Linked DNA regions of Mus musculus: all the other regions are linked to region 3. A link is a contact called in public HiCAR-type, HiChIP or PLAC-seq and promoter capture Hi-C data. All regions are on one chromosome and are shown on one strand. Each heading gives the region's core, a stretch centred on a gene start, on an enhancer-like site or on the middle of the called end of the contact. The rest is flanking DNA. Distances are from core to core; before and after follow the strand shown. Region 1 holds the start of Lrrc1 (leucine rich repeat containing 1). Region 2 holds the start of Rsl24d1 (ribosomal L24 domain containing 1). Region 3 holds the start of 4933433G15Rik (RIKEN cDNA 4933433G15 gene). Region 4 holds the start of Rab27a (RAB27A, member RAS oncogene family). Region 5 holds the start of Ccpg1 (cell cycle progression 1).

Region 1 (2,700 bases), core at 105-2,604, 2.1 Mb after region 3:
TTCCATTTCCTGCACCTCTGGATTGCCACTGGCTTACTTCCTCCTTACACCTGGGTAAAGGATGCGTCCTCCTTAACAGTTAAAGCTAGAATCCCGAGGCAAATTCAAGGGTTAAAAGTTCAGCGTCTAACCCCAGCAGGGCCTAGAAGCACAATCAGTATCTGTCACAGGCCAAGTTCGGTGCGGCAGATGATTAATTTTCATAAACAACTCTGAAAAGATATGGCATTAGTGATAGGACAGACCCAAGCAAGCTCTGTGGTGGCGGAAAGGCAGCAAGCAGGGCTGACTCGCAGCGGGAGCCACTACACACGTTCATCGCAGTTCCAACCACGCAACAGGTCCACGCACGCAGTGCACCAGCGGCGGGAACCTGGGCACCTGCAGCAGTTCTCCTCCTGCCCAGCACCCCAATGCGGCCACGGGGCTACCGAAGCGGACCAAGCGCCATCTCTCCAGGGCATAGCCCACAGAGATAAGGCCCGGAGCACATTCCTTACAGATGCCAAGATATACTAAAGCTTACTTTCGCGCTGCTGGGTCCCCACATCCTCTGGGACCTGCGTTAGCCCAAAATGAGGAGCTCCAAGCCACTAGCTGGAGAATTGGCTGCTAGCCGATCGCCCCGGGGCGTGATGGGGCGCATGGTCGCCCCCAGCTGGGAACAGTGTGAGCTACCTGGCTTCTCACCTAACCGGCATTAGTTCCCAGACGTGGATCTAAGCCACTTAGTGGACCAGAACGTTTCTCCACTAGCCATGTAACTACTTGTTAAATACCAAGTCTTTCGGTATAAATGAAAAACAACTTTTATTGGAGGATGGGTTTAATCGGGAAGCAGGGGAGGGGGGCACAGGGAGGGCTGAGGGCAGTAGTGGGACCCCGCTGGCCAGAGTCTCCCAGAGCGAAGCAGTCAGCGGAGGAGCGCACGGACCCGGCCACCGCGCCAGGTGAGGCGGGCACTCACCTCGGGGAGCTCCCGGAGCTGGTTGGCGTCCAGCAGCAGCTCCTCCAGGCTGCGGGCATAGCGGTAGATCTCCTCGGGGACGTAGACCAGCGAGCAGTGGCGCTTGTCGATGGCCTCCACATGACGGTTGCACCGCCACAGGGGAATGCAGTGGAACATCGCCGCCTCCACCACCAGAGCCGTGTCCCGCCGAGCCGCGGAGCCCGGGGCTCGGAGCCCGCTCCGCCCGGCCGCCCCGCTGCTCCCCGCCCGCCGCCCGCTCCAAGCTCGTTGCTGGCTCCAAGCTCGCTCGCGCCTCGCAAGGACTCCACCGTCCCGAACGTTCTGAGGAAGCCGCGGGAACCCTCGCCGCGTCCCGCGCCTTCGCCACAGTCGCGAGCGTCCCCTCCCACCGCCCCCTCCGCCGCGCTCCGCTTCCTACTCGCGGCCGCCGCGCACTGGGCATGCGCACTCGGCGGCACGCAGAGGGCGTGTCCCGGCCGGGGATGCTCCGCTCCGGGTTTTCCTGGAGACCCGGCTCCCGGGAGGGTCGGGAGACGGTGCTCCTGCGGTCCTCTCCTCCGCGGGGAGTCGCACAGTGTGCGATTCTGGAGGGAGCCGCGCCCCAAAAAGCTCCTAAGGAGGGCAGGGACCGAAGGCCAGAAGGAGCAGAACAACTTCGGAGTTTTCATTTTACTCACCGTGCTTTTTTTTTTCTTGCTCCCCTTCCCCAAAACAACTTTCTCTTCCGGGGTCAGGAAGTACCGCCCCGCCGAGTACCTTGAGCGCGGGGTAATGAAGGAGTCGGTTCTGGCTTTCCGACACCCCCTCCTCCTAACCCCCGTTTGTGCCCTGTGTCTGCGCACACTCGCTGGCAGGCCCTACGACCTGAGAGCATCTTTGGTGAGCAGGACTTATCTGAGATGTACGTGTCACCAACTTCCTGGTGCCAACAAAAGCATGGATGTCCGTCTTCAAAAATCTTCTAAAAGATGCTCCGAGAAGAAAGGAGATGGCAAAGGTGCGCTTCAGCATTAGCTCCACCTTAGCCAGATGTGCTTTGGGGGCTAACCTGGGCTGAGGTACAGAAAGCACTGGTGCAGGAAGGCAGATGAACCTCCAATAGCTGGCTCCTGTATTTCTTCAACAGCACCCTGCGTCTTACAAAGGGGAGATTGCAACCCACGCTGTAGTTTGGGGCGGGGAGCCCCAAATTTCTTCCTTTGCTCCTCAGAGGTTCCCGTTACCACAGCCAGACATTTGAACCCCTTTTCTTCTGTTTTCAGAGTCAACGATACAAACTAACCAAACTCACTCCACATGAACAGTTGATGACTCCGTTTTAGGCCAAATACAATAGCTAATAGACTGTTTTAAGAGTCTTCTCTGACTCCCCACCCAGCAAAGGAAGCCTTATGCTCCCTCAGCTCAAATCTGGAGTCACCAACATCACAATATGCAGAAGATTGAAAATTGAGCTTGCTTAGTAACCAAGGCAGAGTTTGCTCTGAAACTTTTTTTCATTGTCTCTTCAGTATTTTTAACTGCACAGGGCACTTGCCCAGGGGGAGAGGGGGAGAGATACATAAAGGTTTCGTCTCTATCAGGAGGATCTCTTGTCTTGATTGATGAAGGAGGAAATTTGACCTGTTTTTACCTCAGGATTATCACCTAGACTTGATGGTTACAGCCAGTACCTAATTCCTGCCACTATGCTGACTTCACTTTTTAACCTGACTTGGTGCCTGCATTCT
Region 2 (2,700 bases), core at 130-2,629, 2.3 Mb before region 3:
ACTCCTTTTTTAAAAAAAGATTTATTTATTATTATTATATGTAAGTACACTGTAGCTGTCTTCAGACACACCAGAAGAGAGTGTCAGATCTCATTAGGGATGGTTGTGAGCCACCATGTGGTTGCTGGGACTTGAACTCAGATCTTTGGAAGAGCAATCAGTGCTCTTAACCGCTGAGCCATCTCTCCAGCTCCCACCCCTCCCCTTTAAAATATTTTATTTTTATTTTCACGTGCATTGGTATTTTGCCTATAAGTCCTCTGGACCCAGGTCCTCTGGAAGAGCAGTGCTCATCACTTCAGCCCCTCTCCTTTAAAATTTATTTTATATGTGTAGGAAGTTTGGTTACATATATGTCAGTGTACTGTGTGTATGTATGCCCGGTGCCTGTGGAGGCCAGAAGAGGGCATCAGATCCCTTGGAACTGGAGTTACAGATGGTTGTGAACTGTCATGTGAGTTCTGGGAATCAAATCTGGGTCCTCTGGAAGAACAACCAGTGCTCTTAACCCTAGAGCCATCTCTCCAGCACCTGGTAGCACACCCCTTTAATCCCAGTACTAAGGAGGCAGAGGTAGGGAGATCTCTTATTAGATCGAGTCCAGCTTGGTTTACATAGCCAGTTCCAGATTACACAAAACGAGACCCTCTGCCAAAATACAAAATCAGTTAAGCATCCCTTGGACCCACATGGTGAGAGGAAAGAACCAACTCGTCCAAGCTGTCCTGACTTTGAGTAGGTTGCTCTCCTAAGACCAGGGTGGAAGTTTTTTTTTTTTTTTTTAATTTTATTTTGTTTTATTATATGTAAGTACACTGTAGTTGTCTTCATTCACTCCAGAAGAGGGAGTCAGATCTCTTTAGGGATGGTTGTGAGCCACCATGTGTTGCTGGGATTTGAACTTCAGACCTTCAGAAGAGCAGTTGGGTGCTCTTACCCACTGAGCCATCTCACCAGCCCCGGGTGGAAGGTTTTAGTTGTGTACTCCTGCCAAGTCCTTTGGGGAAGACAAGCCTGGAGTAAAGCAGACTTTGGTACAATCCGGTGTGGGGGAGCGTGCCCGTGGCAAAGCACAAGCACCGCAATAGCGCTATGGAATGAGTATACCGGGAAAAATTCCAAAGCGCCCGTACGGTAGATCTCACAGAACCAAAAAGTCAAACTCCCAGATGCAGTCTATAGCCTCTGCGTCTGCGCGGGACGCTGCTGCTGCTGCTGCTGCTGCTGCTGCTGCTGCTGCTGCTGCTGCTGCTGCGCACACGCGGGTCAGGTGGTGCCTTTACCTTCAGCTCATTCATATTCTAAGATACCATTTCCGGGTCGGGTCAGGGACTCGCTTCCGGCGACTAGGAAGTGACGTACCACTTCCTCTCCAGCTCCGCGTCCCGAAGGTGGGTCCCACGCGGGGTCAACATGAGGATCGAAAAGTGTTATTTCTGCTCCGGGCCGATCTACCCGGGGCACGGCATGATGTTCGTCCGCAACGATTGCAAGGTGAGGCGGCCGTGGCCCGCACGCTCCGGACGGCTCGGGGACTGGAGCGCGCTCTGCTCGCGCCGGGTTCTGAACGCCGTGGAGTGGCCTGGGCTGGACCCGGCGTCGGTTCACTGCCGGCGAGGTCTCCTCGTTGCTGTCAGACGCTCATCTCATCCGCAGGCCACCCGGCTTGCCGCAGGGTCAGGAAGTCGGTCGAATTAATGCTTAAGGAGGCTCATGCTCTCGTACAGTGGGAGGTGGGGTTGTCTGTAGCGGTTAATGGACATGGTGCCTGAGCCTTATAGACTTTTGCATTGTTGCTGGAGATGAGCTAGGAGAAAGACAGCATGGGGGTTCTTTGGGGGGGATTAACTGGCTACTTCGGCAGCCTTCACTATCCCACTTCTTGAAGGTTCTCACGGAATGAAGTATGTAAGCAAAAGCATTATGATTTGTGCCGCATGCACAGGCTTTCTTAGTTTAGGTTTCTGTTTCTGAGCGGGTCACACATTTTAGTTACCATACTCAGCTTTCTTTGCTAGCGCCCAGTAACCTCAAAGGCTTACTTTTTATGTTGCTTCCAGTGACACACAGAAATTGCATTATTAATTATTTTTGGTTTTTCGAGACAGGGTTTGGTTTTTCTGTATAGCTCTGGCTGTCCTGGAACTCACTCTGTAGACCAGGCTCAGAAATCCGCCTGCCTCTTGTCTCTCCCAAGAGCTGGGATTAAAGGCGTGCGCCACCACTGCCAGGCTCCAGATAGCGTTTTGTTGTTGTTGTTGTTTTTTGTTTGTTTGTTTGTTTTGTTTTTTTGTTTTTTTTTGTTTTTTTTTTCCGAGACAGGGTTTCTCTGCATAGCCCTGGCTGTCCTGGGACTCACTTTGTAGACCAGGCTGGCCTCGAACTCAGAAATCCGCCTGCCTCTGCCTCCCAAGTGCTGGGGATTAAAGGCGTGCGCCACCACGCCCGGCTGAGAAGGTCTTTAAGGAGCTTTTTCTTAGACTATTCCTTCACTTAAGGCCAGTGTAAGGTATTATTCTCTAAAGTGATTAGTGATGGTTTCCGGGTGCTTAGCCTGGTAGAGATGATGTCGGACACCCATCAAACACTTGAGTGTCCTTCTGTTCTGATGTCGCATGTGATTCTAGGTGTTGTCCTTAGTTCTTATGTGAGTGTCTTTTTTTTTTTTGCTTTACAGTAGTTTTTTGTTTGTTTGCTTTT
Region 3 (2,700 bases), core at 48-2,547:
CTATCTGTATCCATAAAAAGTTAATACTGCCTCCGGACTCTTAGCAACGAACACGAACTGTTTAGATACTGTAAAGAGACCTAACTCCCCTTTACCAAGTCCCTGCGCTCCATCTTTCCTACTTTCAAGTCAAAGAAAGGTAAAACACGAAAGCGATCTAAAGGAGCTTGCTGCACGCAGCTTCCCCAAGGCACCTGAGCCGGAGAGCCAAAGCCAGGCAGGAACAAAAGGCGGCCGAAAGCCCTCCACTCCTCACAACTCCCAAGTCCGATCATAACAAGCTCCAAGTGAGGAGGCCTGTAACCGGTAACGTACGTTTTCATCAGGGTGTTTTTCCGGATCACACCTTAACGTCCGGAAAGGTGTCAGGAGCCCTGTCTCAGGCCGGTCCCCGGCACCTCGTGGACCGCCAGGCACAAACTTGGGCGGACTTAGGGGCAGGAGCAGAGCGCTACGCAACGTGCCGGAGACTTTGCCCGGCCGGAGTCAGCTGAGGCCGAGTCACCCGGGCAGGCTGGGGAGGGGAGGAGACAGGAGAGCTTGAGGGAGGCAGCGAGCCAGGAAGGCAAGCCTCCACCGCCTCAAGCGCTCCTGGACCACCGCCCTCGCCTGCGCGTTGGCGGGGACTCGAACCCGCGGAACCGGGCGCGGGCGGCGGGGACTCGAACCCGCGAAGCGCAGCCCGGTGCAGGCGGCGGGGGCCCGCCAGCTATGCCTGCGGCCGGCTGCCCGGCGAGGGGCGTGCCGGGTGGGAGGGGCGCGCCGGCCGCGCCGCCAGCCCCACGCGGGGACCTGGCCCTCGCAGCCGGCCGCGCCGCCCGGGCTGAGCGGGCACACGGAACAAAAGCGTCTTTGTTGAGCGGCGGCCGCCCGGAGGGTCACACACAATGGACGCGGGAGCCGGCGCCGCCGCCGGGCCCTCTGCCGCTCCCTCCCGCGCCGGCCCGCACCCGGCCACACACACATACACACTCACGGGACTTCTCCGACTCATCGACAGAGTGCAGGGCCCGCGGACAGCCCTCAAGGTCGGCTCAGGTCTCCGGCTGTGCTGGCGGCAGCGGCGTTTCCGAGGCTCTCGCTTTGCCGCAGTCGCCGCCATGTAACCCCGACCCGCCAGAGAGGGCGCGGAGAGAAGGCGGGGCCTCGCAGAGGCACGCCCCCTCACGTCACAGGCTCACTCCACGGCGGCCCCGCCCCCGCCAGCCGGGGAGCCGCACGCGCCGGAATTTCCAACGCCCGTGACTGCGCGCGCCGCGGGGGCGGTCGGAGCTGCACGCGGCCTGCTGGCGGGTACACCCCGGCCTCAGCTGAACCACCGCCCAGAGTGTCGTACCAAGTGACCCGACAGGGCGAGCGTCTGAACGGCTGCTGGGTCCCGTGCTGTCGGGAGGAAGTGGGCGAAGGCGAATATGCTAGGCCAGATTGTTGAGCAGATAAGCTCAGGGTGGTGTTGGGAAGGCCCCTGGGATCGGTCCCCGGGGTCCGTTGGCTGCTTCTAGAAGCATCCGCGGTAACCAGGGAGGTGAATGAGTGAGGGGTCCTGGGAAAACTGAGCAAAAGCTCAGTCAGCAGGGTGGCTGGCTTGTTGAGATCGCTGAGACCAGCCAGAGTTTGACATAGGCGTGCTGAGAAAGGTAGATAGCTGCCCTTCCAGTGCTTAGATGAAATTTAAGTATTTAGGAACTTAGATATAAAAAGCACAGGGTTTGCCTGGGAGTAGTGGCACATGAGTTAACTAGTCTATGTAGTGCCAGGACAGCCTATGCTATATAATAGACCCTGTCTCAAAAGGCTGGGAGAGCTTGTTGTTGTACCCCTGTGATCCCTGTCTTGGAGACCAGAAGGATTAGAAGATACAGTTAATCCTTGGCTGCATAGTGAGTTCAAAGCCAGCCCAGACTACTGAGACCCCGCCTCACAAAAAAGAAAAATGAGAGGTTCGGTTAGCCCTTTCTATCAGTGGTAATTGACCATCCTAAAGAAAATATGGCCACTGCAGTCCATGATCCACTGTAAGCAGCAAACCCCTTTCAGAGATGACACAGTCACTTGAAGTTAAGAGCTTGAGAGGAGCTTCAATGTTTCCTAATACAGAGATACATTAAAATATATGCTTTGTGAGACAGCATCTCTCTATAACTCAGCCTGCCCTAGCACACCTAATCTCCCTGCCTTAGCTTCCCCAGAGCTTGGATTATAGGCTTAGGCAGCTGAGCCCAGCTCTATTATATTTAAAGCAATACCATCTGAATACCAGGAGAAGAGCAGTAATGCCTACAGAAAGCGAGATTTACAGCTGTTGAGTGCAGCCGGCACTGTGAAGTTCTGCTCCACCGACCCACTCTGTCCTCCCTCTAGTTCCTCCTGATGGACTCTGGGACCTCCATCTTCCTCTAATGGCTGGACCCCCCGGGGTGGTGGTGGTGGTGAGCATAAATAGCAAGCCGTATGCTTTCTCTCAGAAAGTTTATAATGCATCTCTGCTGACTTCCATTAAAGCCAGCCATATTGCTTTATAGGAGTCAAAGGAGTCCACGATGTTAAGTGTTTGTGGAATCTTAAAAGAGAGGTCAGGGTGAGCTAGGTACAAAATTTTGGAGATTTGGTTTATGATAGGCCTTTCATCAAGGGGTCTTGACTGGGACTGAGTGGTGTGACAGTTTAGGATGGGAAAGGGAAGAGTTTTGAAAGAAGTCT
Region 4 (2,700 bases), core at 27-2,526, 2.4 Mb before region 3:
TGTAGACCAGGCTAGCCTCGAACTCAGAAATCCACCTGTCTTGGCCTCTAGTGATAGCTCCTTGAGAGCTAGTGCCAGAGCCGGGTGGTGGTGACGTCGGCACACGCCTTTAATCCCAGCACTCGGGAGGAGGCAGAGGCAGACGGATTTCTGAGTTCAAGGCCAGCCTGGTCTACAGAGTGAGTTCCAGGACAGCCAGGGCTACACAGAAAAACCCTGTCTCGAAAAACCAAAAAGAAAAAAAAAAAAAGAGCTAGTGCCTGAAGGAAGATGGTTGCCTTGCTTTTCCTGGGGAGGGTATTTCTCTTCAGCCCTGATGGAATGATAGAAAAGATTCTGTACCGGTCCAGTTTATTGGGGTTGCTTACAAGCGTGGGTGACTCCAGTAGCTGCCATCTACAGATTGAGAAACTGCACTGTGGTGCAGTCCTAGTAGCTACAGACAGGAGGGGTGACTGGGTGTGCAGGTGGGTGGGACAGCTGGACCGCGGAGTTTGTGGTGGCAGGCCCTAGGGATGAATGAAACTGCATGGACAGAACTTAGCCCAGTCTTCCTTCTCAGCATTTTGCTTGTCTTGGAAGTGGAATTCTGAAAGCAACAGGGCAGGCCCAAAGGCCAGTGTGAAGCGCAGAACCACCTTTGGACGGATTTGGCTAATGTCCTCCATCCCCAGGTTGAGACCCAGACTGCTCACAGAAAACCCTAGGCATCGGTAGAAGGCCACTAGGAGGCAGCAGAGGGTCATAGGCTGCTCCGGACCCTGCCGGGTCTTAGCATGTTATGCCACCCCATAATTTCCCTCTTACTGTGCAGTAACTGCCTGCCCTAACAGTGTTTTAGGACTTCAGGGTGAGTGTAATCCGAGTTAGACTGTGTGCATGTAGACTCCGCTGGCCATTGCCTTCCAGAATAGTGTTTATTTTCTTCTGACTGAATCTTACCTATTTTTCTCATCATCGAGTCCAGGAACCCCAGTAGGCCATGCCCAAGCTGTCTCCAGGGAGGATGCACAGCCATGAAAAAGCTTTTAGGACAGACCTTTGGAGTCTCCAGGGCACGCCTCGCCTTACCCGGATCCTGGGGCAATTTGAGCTTTTTGTGAATGGCTCTCTTGGTCTCAAGGAAAACCACCCTCTGTGGTTCTCACACCTTTCAGAAGGGGCGAGGAGACCCGATCCGTGCCAGGCGAGGCGAGCAGTCGTTTCTGTGGCTGGGGGCCTGCGGGCAGGTGACAGGAGGCGGAGGTGGAGGCCGCTCAGGACCCGCCCCCACCGCGCTCTCCTCTACGGGAAGTGATGTGGGGCCAGACGGAAAATAGCGCCAAGCACCCAAAAAAGGCCAGTCGCACGGGGTCCCGAGCTCCATTTGGAAGGGAGTACCTAAGGGATAGAGCACAGCGAGGACGCGGCACGTTGGGAATCTAGCACTGCAGGGACGCAACACCGCAGGGACAGCACCGGACAGAGCACCAAACCGGGTGAGCACTCAGCGTTCTGGGCGCGCTGCAGATTGCAGGCGAGCAAGTCAGCCCTAGGGCAACCAGGGGACAGATCTTCGGAATGGATGCTGGTTTTCTGGAGTTCCAGGGGCTGAAGGTTATCCCGGGTGGCATCTAGGTGCCAAAATCCCTTTAATGAGGGGAAGAGAAATAGGTCTGCCCATCCCTCTGTCCTTCCCTCACTTCGGTTTTAGAAGTCTTTGACTTTAAAGTCTTTAGAGTCCTGCTGCTTTCAGGTGAGAAAGGGCTCTGCCTTTTCCTGTCATTCAGAGAACCCAGCTGGTCAGCCTGGTCTTAGAGTCACCCTATCGGAGGTAGAATTGATGGATGACATATTTTGGTCACTTTGCCAAGACCGGGTCTCTGGCCCAGTAGCTGGGTACCGATTTGGAAAGCCAGCTCTGTAATGTAGGAGATCTTGAGGCGTCTCAGCAGCCCCCCTGGCCTTTGCATCTTGCTGTTGTCTGGAGTATTCCCCTAGGCTTCTCTTTCAAGCCCAAGGGCTAACAGCTGTTCTGCCTTAGCTGTTCAGCCCAGCCGGGTGAGGAAGGCAGGAGACATTTCGTATTCTTTAAAGCTCCCTGTAGAGTGGAACCGGTATGGGAAAAGTAATCCCTGCATTTGGAAGGTGGACAGAGAAGGATCCAGGGTTCAAGGTCAGCCTTTGCTACATAGTGTGTGCTTGAAACCAGCCTGGGTTACAGGAGACTCTTTCTCAAAAAACAAACACCAAAAAGAAAGGAAGGGGGGGTATTCAGAAATGCTAAGCGCGCCTGAATGGGAGCTGCCTTCTTATTTTACCTTGGTCTTCCCCCCCACCCCAACACCTTTCCGTTTCCTCTCCACAGTGTGTCTTATTTGTCGTTGTTGTTGTTGTTGTTTGTTTATTTCTGACGTCACCCCGCCCCACCCCCTCCCTTGCCACCTTTTACGAGTTTTTTTGGCTGTGCAGAAGAGTCCCTTGTATCTCTGTGTGGAATTTACGGTCAGCTTCTCAATTCTGTGGCCTTGGCTTTAGAGCACGCACAGGCATTTTGAAGAGGGAAGCCGCCTTTGGGAACCAGACTTTTAACTTCCTTTCCTGATACCTGTTTCCCCATCTTAGTAAAGAAATTCCACTCTTAGAGAATCTCAGGCCAAACAATTCTCTTCATTCTTCCATGTCTCTTGTCCACCCTGAACACATTTTATTGAGTCTAAC
Region 5 (2,700 bases), core at 161-2,660, 2.4 Mb before region 3:
ATTGTTGGGAATTGGGCTGGGGACTGTAAGTCATCAATAAATTCTTTTACTATATAGAGACTATCCATAGGTTCTGTGACTCTAGAGAACCCTGACTAACACAATCACCTTCAGGTCTAGATTTAATGATTTTAAAAAGTCACTTCAATAATCCAAGTCACCAGGTGTCTTATCTACACCAAGTCATGGGGGACCGTGCTATCTCGTCTACAGCTCATAAGTAATCAAAGTAAGTACCACTTTACAAACCCACTCACTGTAAAGCCAGCTTTGTTATTTAAATTTTCGCCTGTTCACCAAGTTGGAAGAGCAGAGTGTAGTAGCATAGGCCTGTAATCCTAACACTTGGGAAATAAAGGCAAGGGGTTCTGGAATTCAGTGCCAGCTACACAAAGAATTTAAAGTCAGCCCGAGTTACTCTGAGAAGCTCTGTCTCAAAAAAAACCCACCACCCAGAACTCCCCTCTCACCCAAACAAAAACGAGGGGTTAGGGATCTACCTCCTTTGTAGAGGGCTTTCTTAGCTTGTGTGAGGCTTGAGGTTCAATCCCTAGTTACAGCAACACAAATATCAGATCTAAATGTGAACTAGCTTTTGCCCAACATCAGCTTGTTGAATGGTTTCCTTTACTGTTTACTCACTAGACAGGTAGGGGACAGAGGAACGGTAACTTCCCTCTGGGGTGAGTGCACTCCTATTCACCCTCTTCCATCCTTTTAGACTAGGCATACTCTAAGTGACAAAAACATGAAGGTTCTAGGGCTGGGAGGTGTAGTTCAGTAGAACAGAGATTACCTACCATGCACAAGTCCCTGAGTTCGATCCCCACGACTGCAAATAGATAATGCAAAACAAAAACCATCCTGGACAAAAGATCATTTGTAGTGAGGTGCCTCCTATACACCTTCAGAGTAATTACTTTGTGGATCGTGCATTTAAACTTGTAAATATAACAGCTTGGTGACTAGTGAGTGGGAGTAGATGGTGCCTCAAACACTATTATGAATTCGACTTTCAAAAGCATCTAGCTCTCTGCCCAAACCCACCAAGTCGCAGTCTGTCTCTCTCGCCATCTTAATCTCTTCGGCAAAAGCAACTCTTTCCTGATAGCGAGAAGTCTGGCGAAGGCGTAGGGCCCAGTCTTCTTACAGAACCGACGGAAAGCAACAGCAAGACGATCGGAGTCCCGTAAACTACAATTTCTGGGGAGGAAGACGGTGGGTGGAAACCCTCCGTCTTCCAGTGTGGCAGCCCGTCTCCGTGGCAACCGGCTGCAGGCGTGGGAGCCCGGATGTTGTGGAGATCCGCAGTCGCTCCGCCCAGCTTCCGGTAGCCTCAGGGGTGCGGGCCGTACGCATCTTCGGGAGTCGTAGTTCTTTTTGCTCGCCGCGAGCTGGCAGGAGACGTAGGAGGAACTTCAAGTCCCAGCATGCCTTGCTGCGCCGCGCCTGCCACCGCTTCCCCGCTGCGGACGCCTGCGAGCAGGTTGTTGTTTTTATGAGGCGTCACTGGCGTCTGGAGCGCGGACGCCGCCACGGTGACAGCTGGCGCGGTCGGGCGGAAGAGGCGCTGTCTTCGGGTAAGACCCTGGGGCGCAGGTCGGGCTGATGGGGCGGCCGCGGGCTGCAACTCGTACCTTCGGGCGCAGCGCCGGGAGGCTTTCTCCTGGTGGATGCCTTGGTCCTCGGGCGACCTCGGGCGGAGGGCGCGACCTGGCAGGTGTTAGGCGCGGGCTCGCAGGCTGCAGCCCCGCGAGCTCGGAGCTGGGCGCCCCGGGATTCAGGTGCAGCTGCATCCGTATGCTGAGATGCCGCGTGCGTCACTCTGAGCCGGCTCGGAGGTCCCAGGTGTCAGGAATAGAAAAGTGTGCACCCCAGAAGTATACTCCTATTCAGCCCCGAAGCCTGTTCTCCGCCCGTTCTTCACGCTTCCCCTCCGGGTCCTTACCAGCGTTTGTTAGGCTGACGGCTTGTCCTAAGTAGCAGCTGCGCGTGTGTCGTTTGTGTTTACCTCTCATTTATCCCAACTCTGCCAGGGGCAGCGCCCGAGTTCTAGACCGCAACCAGCTGGGGTGTTTTCCTTAAGGGTGAACCATCATGCACTGCCCTCTCCCACTTTTGCTTTATTGGCTGTATGGGGCTGCTTGTCCCTAGAAAGGGCAACCAGTTGGTTATTCTCAGTTAGGGGTGCTATGAGACCTTTCCAGCAAGGTCACATAATGTTTGAAATGTCAGCACTAACTATCTTAAAGACCCAATATTTTTTCTTTCGCCTTTTTTTTTTTTTTTTGGAGTGGGTGGATTGGGTTTTTTTGGTTTGTTTGTTTTTGTTTTTTGAGGTAGGGTTTCTCTGTGTATCTCCACCTATCCTAAAACTTGCACTGTAGTCCAAGCTGACCTCCAACTCAGAAATCCGTTTGCCTCTGCCTTCTGAGTCCACCGACTAACTTTAAGATCCCAATCTTAATAGGTCTTAGATTTCTCAGGGGATATTTATCATGTATAACTGGTGTGAGTAGTTTGCTATTCTGACAAGCTCAAGTCACAGGGGAACTGAGAAGGTTGTTAAGGGTGAGTTAATGCTTTTGGCTTTTTTTTCTTGCTGTGTATCTCTGGCTGTCCTGATACTAATATATCCCAGGCTAGACCTGGGAGTTCTCTTGCCTAAGCGTCCTAGGCACTGTGATCGTAGTTGGGTAC

Evidence for each region. Promoter capture Hi-C pulls out the DNA fragments that hold promoters and counts their contacts. HiCAR-type assays count read pairs that join an accessible place to other places. HiChIP or PLAC-seq counts read pairs in DNA pulled down with a chosen protein or histone mark.
Region 1: a contact with region 3 is called in a promoter capture Hi-C map of pre-B cells, with 5 times the contacts expected there. The contact joins the promoter of Lrrc1 here to the promoter of 4933433G15Rik in region 3. A contact is called at or near these places in 7 of 39 promoter capture datasets (cranial neural crest, frontonasal cranial neural crest, hippocampal neurons and 4 more) and 1 of 115 datasets of contacts at active chromatin or transcription factors (extraembryonic endoderm stem cells).
Region 2: an H3K27ac HiChIP or PLAC-seq map of extraembryonic endoderm stem cells shows a contact between it and region 3, with 10 times the contacts expected there. The contact joins the promoter of Rsl24d1 here to the promoter of 4933433G15Rik in region 3. A contact is called at or near these places in 1 of 39 promoter capture datasets (hematopoietic stem and progenitor cells) and 2 of 115 datasets of contacts at active chromatin or transcription factors (extraembryonic endoderm stem cells and stem cell-derived neural progenitor cells).
Region 4: a promoter capture Hi-C map of cranial neural crest shows a contact between it and region 3. The contact joins the promoter of Rab27a here to the promoter of 4933433G15Rik in region 3. A contact is called at or near these places in 5 of 39 promoter capture datasets (the HPC-7 cell line, HPC-7-derived erythroid cells, cranial neural crest and 3 more), 2 of 115 datasets of contacts at active chromatin or transcription factors (embryonic stem cells and large pre-B cells) and 1 of 9 other capture datasets (embryonic stem cells).
Region 5: a contact with region 3 is called in a HiCAR-type map of astrocytes, with 5 times the contacts expected there. The contact joins the promoter of Ccpg1 here to the promoter of 4933433G15Rik in region 3. A contact is called at or near these places in 1 of 39 promoter capture datasets (erythroid cells) and 2 of 115 datasets of contacts at active chromatin or transcription factors (astrocytes and embryonic stem cells).

Annotation. Positions count from the first base shown.
Region 1 is chr9:77,543,498-77,546,197 of GRCm38.p6, forward strand. It overlaps Lrrc1 (leucine rich repeat containing 1), which reads right to left and starts at 1,355. Exons shown (of 14, transcript NM_001146048.1): 1 at 968-1,355. The coding sequence starts at 1,126.
Region 2 is chr9:73,112,090-73,114,789 of GRCm38.p6, forward strand. Rsl24d1 (ribosomal L24 domain containing 1) reads left to right here and starts at 1,380. Exons shown (of 6, transcript NM_198609.2): 1 at 1,380-1,494. The coding sequence starts at 1,414.
Region 3 is chr9:75,408,887-75,411,586 of GRCm38.p6, forward strand. 4933433G15Rik (RIKEN cDNA 4933433G15 gene) reads left to right here and starts at 1,298. Exons shown (of 4, transcript NR_040719.1): 1 at 1,298-1,880. Mapk6 (mitogen-activated protein kinase 6) reads right to left here and starts at 1,130. Exons shown (of 6, transcript NM_015806.5): 1 at 977-1,130.
Region 4 is chr9:73,043,534-73,046,233 of GRCm38.p6, forward strand. It overlaps Rab27a (RAB27A, member RAS oncogene family), which reads left to right and starts at 1,277. Exons shown (of 6, transcript NM_023635.6): 1 at 1,277-1,478.
Region 5 is chr9:72,984,094-72,986,793 of GRCm38.p6, forward strand. It overlaps Ccpg1 (cell cycle progression 1), which reads left to right and starts at 1,411. Exons shown (of 9, transcript NM_001286544.1): 1 at 1,411-1,580. It overlaps Ccpg1os (cell cycle progression 1, opposite strand), which reads right to left and starts at 1,283. Exons shown (of 2, transcript NM_001198789.1): 1 at 1,048-1,283. The coding sequence starts at 1,074.